Linked DNA regions of Zea mays: all the other regions are linked to region 1. The links are chromatin contacts, called in public ChIA-PET and Hi-C maps. All regions are on one chromosome and are shown on one strand. Each heading gives the region's core, a stretch centred on a gene start, on an enhancer-like site or on the middle of the called end of the contact. The rest is flanking DNA. Distances are from core to core; before and after follow the strand shown. Region 1 holds the start of LOC107604628. Region 2 holds the start of LOC103650711. Region 3 holds the start of LOC100383575.

Evidence for each region. Hi-C and Micro-C count contacts between places; a contact is called where the count stands out from the background. ChIA-PET counts read pairs in DNA pulled down with a chosen protein or histone mark.
Region 2: an H3K4me3 ChIA-PET map of seedling shows a contact between it and region 1, with 8 times the contacts expected there. The contact joins the promoter of LOC103650711 here to the promoter of LOC107604628 in region 1. A contact is called at or near these places in 20 of 25 Hi-C or Micro-C datasets (bundle sheath, ear, endosperm and 4 more) and 3 of 3 datasets of contacts at active chromatin or transcription factors (leaf, seedling and shoot).
Region 3: a contact with region 1 is called in a Hi-C map of endosperm, with 3 times the contacts expected there. The contact joins the promoter of LOC100383575 here to the promoter of LOC107604628 in region 1. A contact is called at or near these places in 5 of 25 Hi-C or Micro-C datasets (bundle sheath, ear, endosperm and 1 more).

Annotation. Positions count from the first base shown.
Region 1 is chr3:149,205,362-149,210,217 of Zm-B73-REFERENCE-NAM-5.0, reverse strand. LOC107604628 reads left to right here and starts at 2,447. Exons shown (of 5, transcript NM_001323548.1): 1 at 2,447-2,999; 2 at 3,150-3,309; 3 at 4,328-4,481. The coding sequence starts at 2,793.
Region 2 is chr3:148,923,908-148,928,564 of Zm-B73-REFERENCE-NAM-5.0, reverse strand. LOC103650711 reads left to right here and starts at 1,258. Exons shown (of 12, transcript NM_001324272.1): 1 at 1,258-1,533; 2 at 2,989-3,099; 3 at 3,660-3,748; 4 at 4,253-4,299; 5 at 4,389-4,469; 6 at 4,549-4,657. The coding sequence starts at 1,355.
Region 3 is chr3:148,808,383-148,813,151 of Zm-B73-REFERENCE-NAM-5.0, reverse strand. LOC100383575 reads right to left here and starts at 2,474. Exons shown (of 13, transcript NM_001176223.1): 1 at 2,227-2,474; 2 at 1,990-2,141; 3 at 1,521-1,612; 4 at 1,277-1,390; 5 at 487-817. The coding sequence starts at 2,377.

The DNA of each region.
Region 1 (4,856 bases), core at 1,198-3,697:
AGTCAAATGTTTGGATAATCTGTCGCTGTCCTTGTGAATTTAACAACTTGCTTGCACTGTCGCTGAATTTTTGCATAATTCTGCCACTGCCTTTTGTTTTTGTGGGGTTTTGAAACTTTATCTCCGAGAAAAGTATGTGAATCGATTGACTTTGGGGGGGAAGCAGCATGCATGCAAGGCATACAAGAATATTTGCAGTGGGTGGGGTTCCCTGGCCCTGTGTGACGCGAGTCCTCATTCAAAACTGCAAATGGAGAAGCGCGTAACTGTTCCACCAGAAAGCCACTTCATTGGGATGAGTCGGTGAGATCAAATTTTATTCTGTTCCTATGGATGGAACATTTTGCAGGTACGAGCTACGAAACACGAACCACCAACTTGCATTCGTATACAGTATATATATAGACGACCACTGTAGCACATCCTAAAAGGAATCATATACATACTGGAACCAAAACTCACACAAGTCAACACGAAGCAGTTTTCAACAACAGTTTGCATATATATATGGCCCCCTTTTTAACAAAGGAAAAGTAGAGGATTGGAATCGTATAGCAAATTTTCCTATATAGCTCTTTGAAACAAAAGGATTGAGTTCCTTTAAAATCCTTGCTCATTGTAGTAAGATTTTGGAGGATTATTTCTAACAATAGGTCCAACCTCTTGAAAACTTTCCTTCGTGCCTATCTCTCTCCTCTAATTCCTTTGTTCTTTATATGCTGCATCCAAATACTCTATTTGATATTTTCCCTGTATTTTTAATTAATTCCGGTAGGATTAGTTGTAGTTGTCATAATTATATACCTCTATTCCTACGTTTCTTTTCTTTTGTTCGTACATTTTACCAATCCTGCATTTCATTTCAGGGGGGGGGGGCTATATTGCTAGCTCCTTTCCAATCTGTGATGCTTCCTAACAAAAATAATTCATGCACAACAATAACATTCTTAGCTGTATATATGACGTGTGTGTTGTGGTGACCACCAGATCGAGCTGTACATCATAATAGCTGACACTAGCTAGCATACAGGCTGATCTACAATACAAAACATATAATATAGCCAGTTATTAGGCAACCATAGAATGTGTTCTTCCACTACTTCATTAATTCACGAGGTAGGTCAACTGCTGAGTAGCTAGAGCGGTACTTAAACATACATATCATCGATCGTGCATGCTAATTAAGATCTAGATAAGTTCTTGTTAATCATCTCAAGGAAGATCCATGCTGCACTGGTGCGTGGTGGTCTCCCACTCAGCAATATCACCTTTCTGTGACAAGATTCACATAATTCGCGCGCGATCTCCTCTTCTTCTCTCGATATCTCTGGTGTGGGGTTATTTGTCGTTGGTTGCTGTCGGTACGCCTTTTCTCTGGTGGTGGTGTCATTTTCATAACTGGCTATCAGAGATAATAATGATCATCAGCAATAATATCGTCGCTCGATCGTACAGGGCAACAAAGTTAGCAAAAGAACTCGACCAGCTGTCGTCCCATCTATCGTATTACTACTACAGGTTGGGGCGTTGGCGTGCAGTGCATCTTATTCCCAGCTGTCGTCGTTCTTGCTTCATATCCACACACACAGGTATATATATTGGCAAACTCATTGTTGTTACAAAGATGTGTTTCGTTCATCATGGATCTCTGTAAAATCTGCTACTGGTTTCGCATGTCAATAATCTCCCTTCTGACGACGGTAGCATGAAATTAAGGAAGGGTAAGAAATTTTAAGTATCAAATAAAGAAGGGATTACGATATTTAGGGGGGTGTTTGGTTCCTTTAGAGGGTGTTTGGTTTAAGGATTGAAGTGATCCATCTTCTTCTCACTCCTCACTTTTTTATTTGATTTGTGGAATAGAATGAGTTGATCTATCACCACCGTACCTCAATTCTCATAAGCTAATAATTAGTATATACATGAGGAATAGGTTGATTCTACCAAAATTGATGGAATGAACTTATGATACATCACTTCATTAAGCATATAGTGACTCCACAAACCAAACACACCATTAGTCACCCTTCTAAACTCTAAAGTTTAGGAGGTGAGAACCAAACAGCCCTTTACGATGGTAGATATTGTAATGGGTAAAATTGCAGTGACATATAGAGAATTGTTCCTATATTTATTTTTTTTGCTAGCTTTCTCGATTGAATGCAGATACAAATAATGTATGATAGTATGTATGAAACATACTGTTTACACATAGCAGCTGATCCTCTAATAGCAGTACTTTTGTGGAGCCTACAATTTTCTTCAAGGAAGAACCCAAGCAGCAGATGTGGCGTAGAGACTAGTCTAGCTATATAACGGTGCCAGGTCCTACCTTCTCTCCTCTTCCTTTTTCTTTCTTTCTTTTCCTCTTTACCTACAGGCTGCAGCCAACTTTATCTTCTCTCTCTCTCTCTCTCTGTCTCTCTCTAGTTCCTATCCCCTTTTTCTCTGCAAGCTAGAGAGGATCGGGCGGCAGCTGTAGCTAGGGTTGGTGCTTGGATTGGAAGGAGAGAGGAGGTAACCTTTTCTCTCCCTTGCATATCAAGCCTTGAGATCAGACCTCGCCTTTCTGTTCTGATCCCTGCCTGCCCCATAAACACAAACTCCCTTAGTCGTCGTAGTCCTCTCGTTTATCGGTTGGTGGACAGTGTGGATACTGCGAGAGATCGATCAAAGGACGACGGAGCTAGCTAGGGGGTGCAACAGAAGAAGAAGAAGAGGAAGTGGAAGAGGAAGAGATCTGTCTCATCAGTACGACGTACTTGTTGTTGGATACATACAAAGATATATATATGTCTCATCAGGCGACGGCGATGATGTCCGGCGGCGGCGGTGCGGGGCAGTTCGGCGACACGACGTTGACCAAGGTGTTCGTGGGGGGCCTCGCGTGGGAGACGCACAAGGACGGCATGCGGGCCTACTTCCAGCAGTTCGGCGACATACTTGAGGCCGTCGTCATCACCGACAAGAACACCGGCAGATCCAAGGGATACGGATTTGTGAGTGTTCCCAAACCCTTCCCACTTTTCTTCGTGATCTCTTCTTCATTCACAACCATCACACATCTGCATACGGATTTGTGTTTGTGATGCATCATGCATGGTCGTTCGTTATAATTAAGCTTTGCATATATGAATCGATCGTCGCAGGTGACTTTCCGTGAGCCGGAGGCGGCCCTTAGAGCCTGCATCGATCCGTACCCGGTGATTGATGGACGGAGGGCCAACTGCAACCTTGCCTATCTCGGCGTCAACAAGTCCAAGAGAGCACTGACGACGATGCTGCCGCAGTATCTTCAACCATATGCTGGTAATATATATGTGTATAATAACTGTACATATTGTTCTGTCGATCTTCAATAATAGCTCCTTTAATTTTTAACGAACTAAGACACTAGTAATTAATAATAAATCGGCTCATCAACAAATTAAACTCATGCCGGATCGGATATGATGCATGTATATATACTGTCGACGACTCCTTGCTCATTAATTAATATAATAGGGACTTAACTGATGCATATATATATGCATGCATCATGTACGTATAAAGCTTTGTTCAAAGGCTTCTTTTTTTGGCTTTGCATCATTTCATGCTGATGTTTATGTGTATATAAAAGCTTTGTTTTTTTTATATAGCTGCTAATTGCATTAGTAGTGCAGCACTTTTAGGATCGAATCAGATATTGCCGGAAGCAGGGAATGCATGCACGATGATTGATGCCTTTTCTTGTTTAGAATCAACTGGATATATATAACTAACTAACTAGTAATATACACATATATATGTCACTAACATATATTTGCAAGGTCAATTTAATGTTGCATTGCATATATGCATGTATGTATCTTGCACTACTAAGGACAAGCAAGATGCTACTACGCACACATACATGTGTAAAATAAAAGGGTCAAATCAAAGAAAAAGCAAGCCCGACAGTATTTCCCCAATGCAAGATGAAAAAAAAAGCTGCATGACCCCCCAGCTTTCTGCAAAGCGCTAAAAGCAAGCCTGTGGTTAGTTATTCTTGGGGGCTGTGTTCCTTCCTGTTTCCAGCCTAGCTAGCGGCTTAATTACCTTGGTCAATTTAATGTTGCATTGCTAGCTATTGCTTCTTCCAATCCTGCTGCATGCAGCTGCAGCCGCACTGGATCGTCAGTACGTGTGCTTTGATGCCCTTGTACGTCCAGTTGATCGTCAGTTGTGTTTTTACGACTTCTTTTGCAAATCAAATTCTCCAATAATAATTAGTTAATCAATGATGTAACGACTGTGTGTGTGTTCCTTTGCATATATGGATATGGATATGGATATACGCATGCGGCAGCCCATGTTTACGGGGGAGGCAGCAGCATGCGGGCAACAATGAAGTCCTTTCAGACAGCTGGTGGTGGTGCCAGCCTGATGAGCTTCGTGCCGGCGGCCGATCATGGCATCCAGCAAGGGATCCCTACGTACGACAGTGTCTATGCCGCAGCCGGGTGAGTCGTACTACTTGTATTGTATCATCTAGCTAGCCATGCACACTGCATGCATTGGCCACCGGCCGGCCATCACAGTCGCTAGCTTCTGATGCATGCATGATGCCGGCCGGCCGGCCGGCCAGTCGAGATCGATCGATCCATGCATCTCTTTGTCTCCCTCTCCCCGTCCCCGATCTGCACTGCTGCGCTCTAGCTGTAAAGACATGGGTTTCGGTTAAAGGCAGCGCCGGCCGGCCTCTCTGCTGCTGGCATGCATGCCGGCCAGCCTCTCTGCTCGGTCGTTAATTGTAGGAAGGGGCCAGCCACTGCACCGTCCATCACCCACGCATGTGCCTCTCGTCTTCATGCATGTGTCCCATGGGCCACACAGCT
Region 2 (4,657 bases), core at 9-2,508, 280 kb after region 1:
TTTTGTAGCTTTTCATGTTCCCTCTCGCTCGTTGTTTATCGCGTTGCCAATAGTGAAACGGAGGGAAGAGCAGGATCCATGGCTGGCCCAAAAGCAAGGATAAGAAGGATCTTGCCTCGACGCGATGCAAGTGGAAGGAGGATGCGTGTCAGGTGATGGCTTTGCGGGAGGCGCACACGGTGGCGACGATGGGGAACTCGTGCTCGACGCCAATAATAAGAGAAGCTCGCGAGCGATGCCTATGATGGGGGAGGATGTGAACTTCGTTGGCGGGGACGAGGAGAGGGGCACCGGAGGCGACAAAGAGGTGCACTATCGATGGGTGGGGAAGGGTGGCACTGGTGGTCGGGGCGGTCACATGCGGACCTGACAGAGAAGAGGCACACACGGGCGAAAAGCCGGAGAGCCGCTCGGTGGTGGCGTTTGGCTCATGTGTTTCGCTAGTTATTTTGGAAAAGCTGATGTTGGGATAAGCTCGTAAGAGCATCTCCAAAAGATCCTAAAAATAAATCTCCCATTACATGGGAATTAAGATCTCCCTAAATCTATTAATTCCAAAAAGTGTTAGTACTCCAACAACTCCCAATATATTCTCAAAAACGTACTCAATAGGACCCATAATACTATATCATCATGACTTATTGCACGTGAAAAAATCTTAATTTGTTGCATCCAGATCGAATGTCAAATAATTAGAGCACAATTTGGTGTAGAGGGCACAATTTGACTAAGATGACGTGTTGTGTTGCACATTCATGTCAACGTTACGACTTGTAGGATGTGTGGCATTGTATATCATTTTCTAATATTTTTTGCTGTTCATTTTCGCTGTATATTGTCCATGGACAGGCGCAAAAGTGTGTGCCACCCTAGTCGACTGAATGCTGGTGAAAACCACGTGGGAAACGAAAAACGGTGCGATTGGGAGCTCGACGGCAACAAATGTTTGCGCCGTGCACACGATGATTTTCACCTGCGAAAGTTTAGGAATGCTACATACATTACTGTGGAATTATTTCCCCTAAAATAAGGATTAGGACAATGATTTTAGGGATGTATTGAAGATGCACTAAAAAGTTGGGTGTTTGGAACTGTTTCTACTTATTTTAGATGAAAAGCCCCCAAAAATCAGATCCAAACACGGCCTCCTTTTGCGGGGTCTATTGGGCCAACTGGGCCGAAAAAAGGAGTGGACATGGACAGCAGCCGGGGCTCTTTTCACACAGACACGGGTGGGTTGAGTTGGAGTGTGGATGGAACCATACACTCTATCTCTTCCTTCTCCCAACCCCGCTCAAAACCCTAGCTCAACGCCACAGGCTCGCCGACTTTCGCCCGGCCGCCGCCGGGGACGATGGCGAAGCCTCGGCGCGGCCGCTCCGCGTCTCGCTCCTCCTCGGGATCTTCTTCCCGCTCGCTGTCCCACTCCGTCTCCTCCGGCTCTGTCTCGTCCCGCTCCCGGTCGCGCTCCCGCTCCTTCTCGTCGTCGTCCTCCCAGTCCCGGAGCCGCTCCCCTCCTCAGGCTAAGCGCAGGTGAGGCTCGACCCTATACGGTATAGATCCACTGATTCTAGGCTAATCTGTTAGGTTCTCTTGCATTTGTTCGGATGTTTTTTCATGTGTGTTTAGTTGTTTGTCCGGGTAGCGAGTTATCCCCGTCTTCAACGTTTACGATTTATTTACATATTTGTGTGTCACTTTGTCAAACCCTAGTGCCATCTGTAACCTCATCTTAAGCCTTGAGGTGGCTGCAACTGGAGTATCTAGAACGGGGCTGCTTGATTCAGATAATTTTACACTTCCACAATCGTGGCTTGCGTGTTCAAACTACTTCTGTTGAATACAGTTACAGTTATACCTTGTGGCACTCAACAGAATTGATGCTGTCATTCAGCAGTGAACAGAGCCAGAGTCTGGTAACAGTTTTTTCTAACGCTGAATTCAGTTTTTTCAGTTTTGCTTGTGATAGGCTGGAAACATAAGTTAAATATATGACCCTGCATTCAGAATTCAGATGGACACCTTTGATTGGTTCCATTTCTCTGCCGTAGGCTTATTATTTAGCCGTGCCTTTTGCAGTTCCTATAATAGCACAGGCCTGTGCTGGCCAGCATTTGCAACCCAAATCAATTTGTTGATACCATTTTATTGATTGAATCTGTTGGGGACTTGTTCTCAAATGCTTCGAATTAAGAACAAGGCAACACAAAAATGTTAAGTATAAATGCCCTTCGTCCGCTGAAGCATTATCTCCCCAAGGATTTAATGAGCTTCGGACGAAGGTCATGAGTAGAGTATCACGAAGGTTTCACCTTCGTGATCATGTTTTTAAGACAACAATGAGAAATGAAATATAAAACACAAAATATACTCACATGTTTTATTATATGAATATACAAGTATTGAAACATGATATTTAAGAACATTTATACATTCGTCTTGACAGAAAACAATAATCCGGGCGTAACGTGTCCGTGATTACAGGATCGCGTGAACAGTACCGGGATACTGTTCACCTATTTATAGGCACAGGATGCAACCTGCGCAAAATTACATTTATATCCTTTACAATCGACTACAATAATGACACAAAACATTATGGGTCTTTAAGTCAATTCATCTTTAAGTCGGTTCGATCCTTCATCTTGAGATTTGTCTTTGTGCCGAAGCTTCATAGATAATAGCTTCGGCGCTTGCTTCTGAGAAGACCTTTCGAAGGTGTTCTTTTTAGGATCTTCGGCTACGAAGCATACCCCCAACAGAATCCATCCTGCCACATGCTTTTGCTTCTCCCTGTTAACATATTTTTATTGCTGTCATGGGCTCATGGCAATTTAAACTTTTCTCATATATGAAGTCAAACAGTTACATGGCGTACATTCTGCTTGAACATGGTTGTTTGGTATTTTTCTCATGAACTGTAATGTTTCTTATGCTGGTTCTCTTTATATCGGGTGCATTTACTTATGGATACTATTGTCTGCCCAGTTCGCCTGGAGCACGGAAAGGGCGATCACCTTCACCGCCCCCTAAAAAGGGTTCACCTTCAAAGAAAGTCCGTTCGCCATCACCACCACTTAAAAAGGCTTCACCCCCTAGGTATATACAGGTTTTCATATAACTGCATATGTTACTTTAATTCTCTGGCTATGTTTTTTGTTAATTATATATATTTAAGCATGCTGTTTCACTTTTTATTTGACTATCATTTTCATCTTCTATATGTGAAGTAAACTGTATTTTGTCAAATAGGATGCTGTATATGGGTTTTATCTTGTATATATGAAGTGAATTGTAGTTTGTCAAATAGGATGCTGTATATGTGCTAACAATACAAAGGATCTTCAAAGTTCTTATTATGCTGGGTGCTACAGCTCCTCACGTTAGTAAGAAAATATCATAGCAGCATCTGATAATTTTCTTTGCACCTGTGATGTTGCTGATTACTGTTCATAAGCTTATCGACTTCTTTTGCACTATATATTTCTGGGAAATTTTCTATCATGTAACATAACCTGCTGCTGAGCAATTTCTGTTATTTTCAGAGATTTCATCTGTTTCCCTAGGAACTCTGCATGGTTTTGTGCTCCGTGTTTCCATCTCTTATCTCTACACATGACTCTTGTGCCCTAAATTATTAAAGAGGTTATTGGTTTCAGGAAAGTGTCGCCTCCTGCTGAATCAGCTGTTCTCTGCATTGATCATTTATCAAGGAATGTTAATGAGGCTCACTTGAAAGAGATATTTGGTGAGTTTGTGTTTATATTTCCATGCACTTTATTCTGTTGTAACTTGAAAGTCTACTGTGATGATTATATTCATAGTGAAGACATTAAAGATAGTAAAATTATATTTGCATTTCCATGAGTTTTCCTTGTGTGATTATCACCTGAGTGACCACTTAGTGTTTATGATAGTAATAGTATCCATTTTTTAGTATTCAAATGTCTACAGTCTATATTATGGTTGGAGCCAATATATATTTTTGTATCTATCTCCAACAATCATGTGTTCATGATGTACCCACATTGGTTTGGTTAAACACACTGATCTTCCCACTGGTAGCCTCATGTGGGGATGATCCTGTTTCTATAGTAATCGGCCAAAAGACTTGCTGATTCTAGTAGGATTTTACTGTTGTTCCTACAAACTCTTGCATACAGTACTGGCAATAAACAAGTGCTTTTGCGAAGTCGTTATGTTGCCAAATGAATCCAAAAAACCATATTGGACTAATTATCTGTATTTTCAGGAAACTTTGGCGAAGTGGTGAATGTGGAGCTATCAATGGACCGAATGGTAAGTGAACATGTCGATCTCTTGTTCTATTATTCTGGTGGGGATGTATGTCTTGTGCTCTCCTGAACACCTGCTGTTTGTTTTCTTAGGTTAACCTTCCTCGTGGCTATGGATATATTGAATTCAAGAAGAGAGCTGATGCTGAGAAGGCTCTTCTTCACATGGATGGTGTATGCATTCTACCCTATGCTTATTCTGTCTTTTTTTGTTGAAAAGTAAATGGCCAACAAGTTCTAAAAATCTATCCAGGGTCAAATTGATGGAAATATTGTTAAGTTGAGATTCACTCTTCAACCACGCCAAAGGGCTGCATCACCTGTAAAAGCTCCGCCCCCTCCTCCAAAAAGAGATGCTCTTC
Region 3 (4,769 bases), core at 1,225-3,724, 400 kb after region 1:
ACCAATTAGAGAGAAACCACTATAACTGGACCATTTCAAAAGCACGATGCTGCTATATCTAGCTGCTCCCTCCGCCTCCACAATTATTGTCAGTTTGGACAATGTTAGAGGTCAAAATTTTAGAGCTTCGGCTATCAATAAATTTTCAAATATTTAGTTTGAATTTGAAGATACTAAGACAACATATACAGATTAGTCTTGCAAAGTACTTTAAGAAACTGACATATTTGCTATTTTGTTGTATATGCTGTAATAATAAAACATAGTCAAAGTTATATTTTGGGCGACAAGAACTACAGAACTAGAGGGAATACTTGATACAGAATTGCAGCATTTAATTTGAAAGTACTTATCTTGTTCTTTGCTTTGACATGCATTATACAATGCAAATCAAAATGAATAGAAAAGACAGTAATGAAAAGCTATTGCATTATTGAATATGCATTTCTCAATATAAGTGGGAAAATTCTGTTCTGTACTATATACCTCTTCATCACCATGCTGGGGTTCCAATCCAGAAAAATCAACTGTTCTGCGATCAATTCGTGGTGGTGTACCGGTTTTCAAGCGGTCAGTTTCAAAACCCAGAAACTGCAAGTTTTCAGTTAGTCCATGAGAAGCTGACTCTCCAGCTCGCCCAGCAGGCATTGATGTCCTACCAACCCAAATCTTACCACTCATGAATGTTCCGGTGGTAAGTACAACAGATGGTGCATAAAAGTCCATGCCGAAGAAAGTGCGAACACCCTCAATGCTGTCATTTTTTCCAATTAAAACCTCTGTAGCCATTGCTTCTCTAATGAAAAGGTTTTCTGTGCTGAAGCATAATACACAAAATAGTCAATAAGCAATGTGAAATCTATCACAATACATGCGATCAACGATAAGAAATATCAGCAAAGCATGACAAAAGTTGGCAAGCAGAAAAAAATGCTAAACTCTTATGTCAGAAGATTAAAATATTTACATCTACCTTGAGTGTTTTTTACTACATTGAGAACTTAAGACTAGTCATGCAGAACCATGGTCTTAATACAGTAACAACAATATCTGGTGCCAAATTTTGAGAAGGTGTCATGTTTGATATAGTTTAAACCAAAGATCACAATTTTGTGAGTACAACCTAAGAAGCTCTGAAATGATGATCAAATTAACATAACTTAAATGAGGTCAGCTAAACGAAACATATTCAGAAATTATGTAGCACTAACCACTTATGGAGGCGCCAGACAAGATTACAAATCCAAGTAAAGTTAGCAACTTAGTATACACTGACCTTTCCACACTGTTCTTCATCTCTATTGCATACTCTCTCTTATCAGTCTGAGCACGCAGTGCACGTACAGCAGGGCCTTTTGAGCTGTTCAGTACACGCTTTTGCAAGTAGCACCTATCAGAAGAAGATGCAATCAGTATGCTAAGATATCTTTGTTGATTAACTAGCAATCAAAATCTGGACTCTCAGCCATTTGCACTCAGAGAAACTCATTCTCCAGACAACAAGACGTTTGAACTCGTACCTATCAGTAATTTTTCCAATTTCACCACCAAGGGCATCTACCTCATGGACAAGTTGAGACTTCGCAGGGCCACCAACAGCAGGGTTACAAGGCTGGGTAGGGCAGAAGATGAGTTGAAGCAGAACCACACTTCTAATACTAAAATTTAAATGGAATTCATTGACAAAGAATGTTTCCTTATAGTTATAGGCTATAGCATACTAAGATATGCAACATAATAATCAAAAACCATCTCTTCAGTTTCTATTGTCCATTCATACCTTGGAACAGAATCTGTGCCCTACAAAAATGCTATCACAGGTGAGATTTCACATTGCTAAATTTCTACACTGCAGGGTTTGATGGATCGATTCTTCATATAAGGGACATGATTTTTATTATGTGGCATCAGGAGTCAATGTTCAAGTAATTTCAGTCATGAACTTGACTAGAATATCTACCATCGGGGCAAAGTTAGCTCAGCGCAGACCTGCCACGCAATCCGGTCAATGTTGAGCGTAAGAAGCAGGGTGCGCGCGCCGAGGCGAGCCGAAGCAAGGGCGGCCTCGCATCCGGCATGGCCGCCTCCGACCACAATGACGTCGTACCGCTCCTGGCGCGGATCCAACCGGCCGATCGAATCTAGCACCACAGAAGAAATTTGGCAGTAAGCACCTCTTCTCCGTTTCTCGCCAGCATCAGTCAAAGCTGTGAAAAAGAGCTTTACCCTTGGCGGCGGCGGAGAGGCGGCGGCGCGGAGGGGGGCGCCAGCGCGGCAAGGGGATGAGTCGGCGGAAGGAAGTGGAGGGGAGGAAGGAAGAGAGGGTTGTGGCCGCCGCGGTGGACGGGTGCCGCGGCGGGCGGAGGCGGAGCAGCATGGCCGCCGAGGAGGAAGGCGGATGCTGAGGACGAGCTATCTCTTCTCTTCCCAACCCAACATCAGAAACCCGCCCACGCCCAGCCGAGAAATTTGTCAAAACAGGTCACTCTAGTCGTCGTTCTTCAAAATACACTGTTGGGAGGCCGGCGGGTTACTCAAACATGGTTGCTCTTCAAAACGGATCAGGAAGGCTTTTGGTGTTTCTGGCAGGTAGGCCCGTGTCTTTATGTGCCGCTTTTGCTCTTACGCCTGAACGCAACGCCGTCTCCTCCCGTCTCATCTCTCCATTTCCTTTCTTCTCTTCTCTGCCTCTTTTCTCTGGACGACGCGGCCACACTCAACGGCGAACCCTTTCTTCGCTGCGGCACATCGGCGACGTTGACGACGACCTTCTTCCCTTTTCAGGTGATCTTCCCATTTCCCTCTGTATCCTTTCTCTTGCCCTTTCCCTACACTCTGTAACCTTTTCTCTTCCTACACAGACGGATGTGAGCCGGCGTCGAGCTGGTGGAAATAGGGGGTCGTCCAAGCCTGTGATATCCTGTCGCGCCACTTCCTTCTGCAGGTAACATATCCCCTCCCCTCTGTCGCAGCTCTTGTGGCAGCACCTTATTTTGCAGCATCTGTTTCATCATTATGTGTAATAATTTGTGCTAACACTAGAAATAGGTGGTGATAATTGCGTGTTCGCATCATGGATGGTAATGATGATGACACCATGTCTATTGACTGAAGTAGCTTTATTATTGAGAATGCTGAAAATAAGGATAATGGGGATCAGGGTGATATGTTTAGAATCTGTGATGAGGATGAGATGTATGTGTTCTTGGGACTTGGAGATGAGGATGAGGAGATGAATCGAACCCACCTAGAACCAAGTAACTTTGCATCTCATTTTAAATCGGAAAGTAATAGTTTTGATCCAAGTGATCTAGATGCTGCCATGCCAGTTGATGATGAAAATGCAGAAATGGTCAACATATTGCACGATGATGATCACCCTGATCTGAAGTTGGGTACTCTATATCCATCGATGAAAGAGTTTAGACTAGCTGTGAGGCAATATGCTATAAATGAGGAGTTTGAGCTTGGAATAACAAAGTCGGATAGAAATAGATATAGAGTGTACTGCAAAGGGAATGATTGCACATGCCCTTGGAAACTGAATGGTTCTACAAGACCGGATTCTAGTGTTATGGTACTAACCTTTTCTTCTGTTTCTCTCCAATTGTATAATTTAGTTCACATAAGTTGGTGTTACTTACATCGTTATTTTGTTTTGAAGGTTGTTGTCTTAGTGAATTAGCATAAATGTGCTTCAAGCAGCCGGATAAGTTATGGGAATGCCAATCAAGCTTGGGTAGCTCAGAAGGCTTTGCAAAAGAGGTTACAAGACACTTACAACTATAGGGTCAGTTATGATGTGACTTGGAAAGGAATGCAGGAAGCTTTAAAAGAGATATATGGCAATTGGGATGATAGTTTCAGTATGTTGTATAGGTGGAAGGAAGAAATTTTGATAAAAGCCCCTAATAGTGTGGTGGAGATAGACACCCAAGTTGTAGATGAAAAGGTGTACTTCCATAGATTTTTCTGTGCACTTGAGCCTTGTATAGAAGGGTTTCGTGCTGCGTGTAGGTGAAAGGGAAATAGGCTTTAAACCTTTTCCTAAATGATTTTGGTGATTGAATGTCCAACACAAACAATTGGACTAATTAGTTTGCTCTAGATCATATGTTCTACAGGTGCCTAAGATTCAACATAAAACCAATAAAAAGAACAAGACAAGAGTCAAGATAAAAGGAGCAAAGGGGCAACCGAAGGCACCCCTGGTCTGGCGCACCGGACTGTCCGGTGTGCCACCGGACAGTAAACAGTACCTGTCCGGTGCACCAGGAAACGCAGACTCAAACTCGCCCCTTTCGGGAAAGTCTGGGGCCGGCGCGCTATAATTCACCGGACTGTCCGGTGTACACCGGACAGTGTCCGGTGCTCCAACGGAACGCGGCCTCAGGAACTCGGCAGCCTCGGGATTTCACGAAGACTGCTCCGCTAAAATTCACCGGACTGTCCGGTGTGCACCGGACTGTCCGGTGTGCCAGCGGAGCAACGGTCATCTGCGCCCAACGGTCGACTCTGACAGGAAACAGTGCAGAACAGTACACGCGGCAGAAGTCAGAGCAGAGGATCAGAGAGGCACCGGACTGTCCGGTGTGCACCGGACTGTCCGGTGCCACATGAGGACAAAGCCTCCAACGGTCGACCAGCTCCAATCTCAACGGCTAGGATGACGTGGCTGGTGCACCGGACATGTCCGGTGTGCACCGGACTGTCCGGTGCGCCCATCGCTAGCAGACTTCATCAGCGGCTAGTTTTTGGATGGTGGCTAT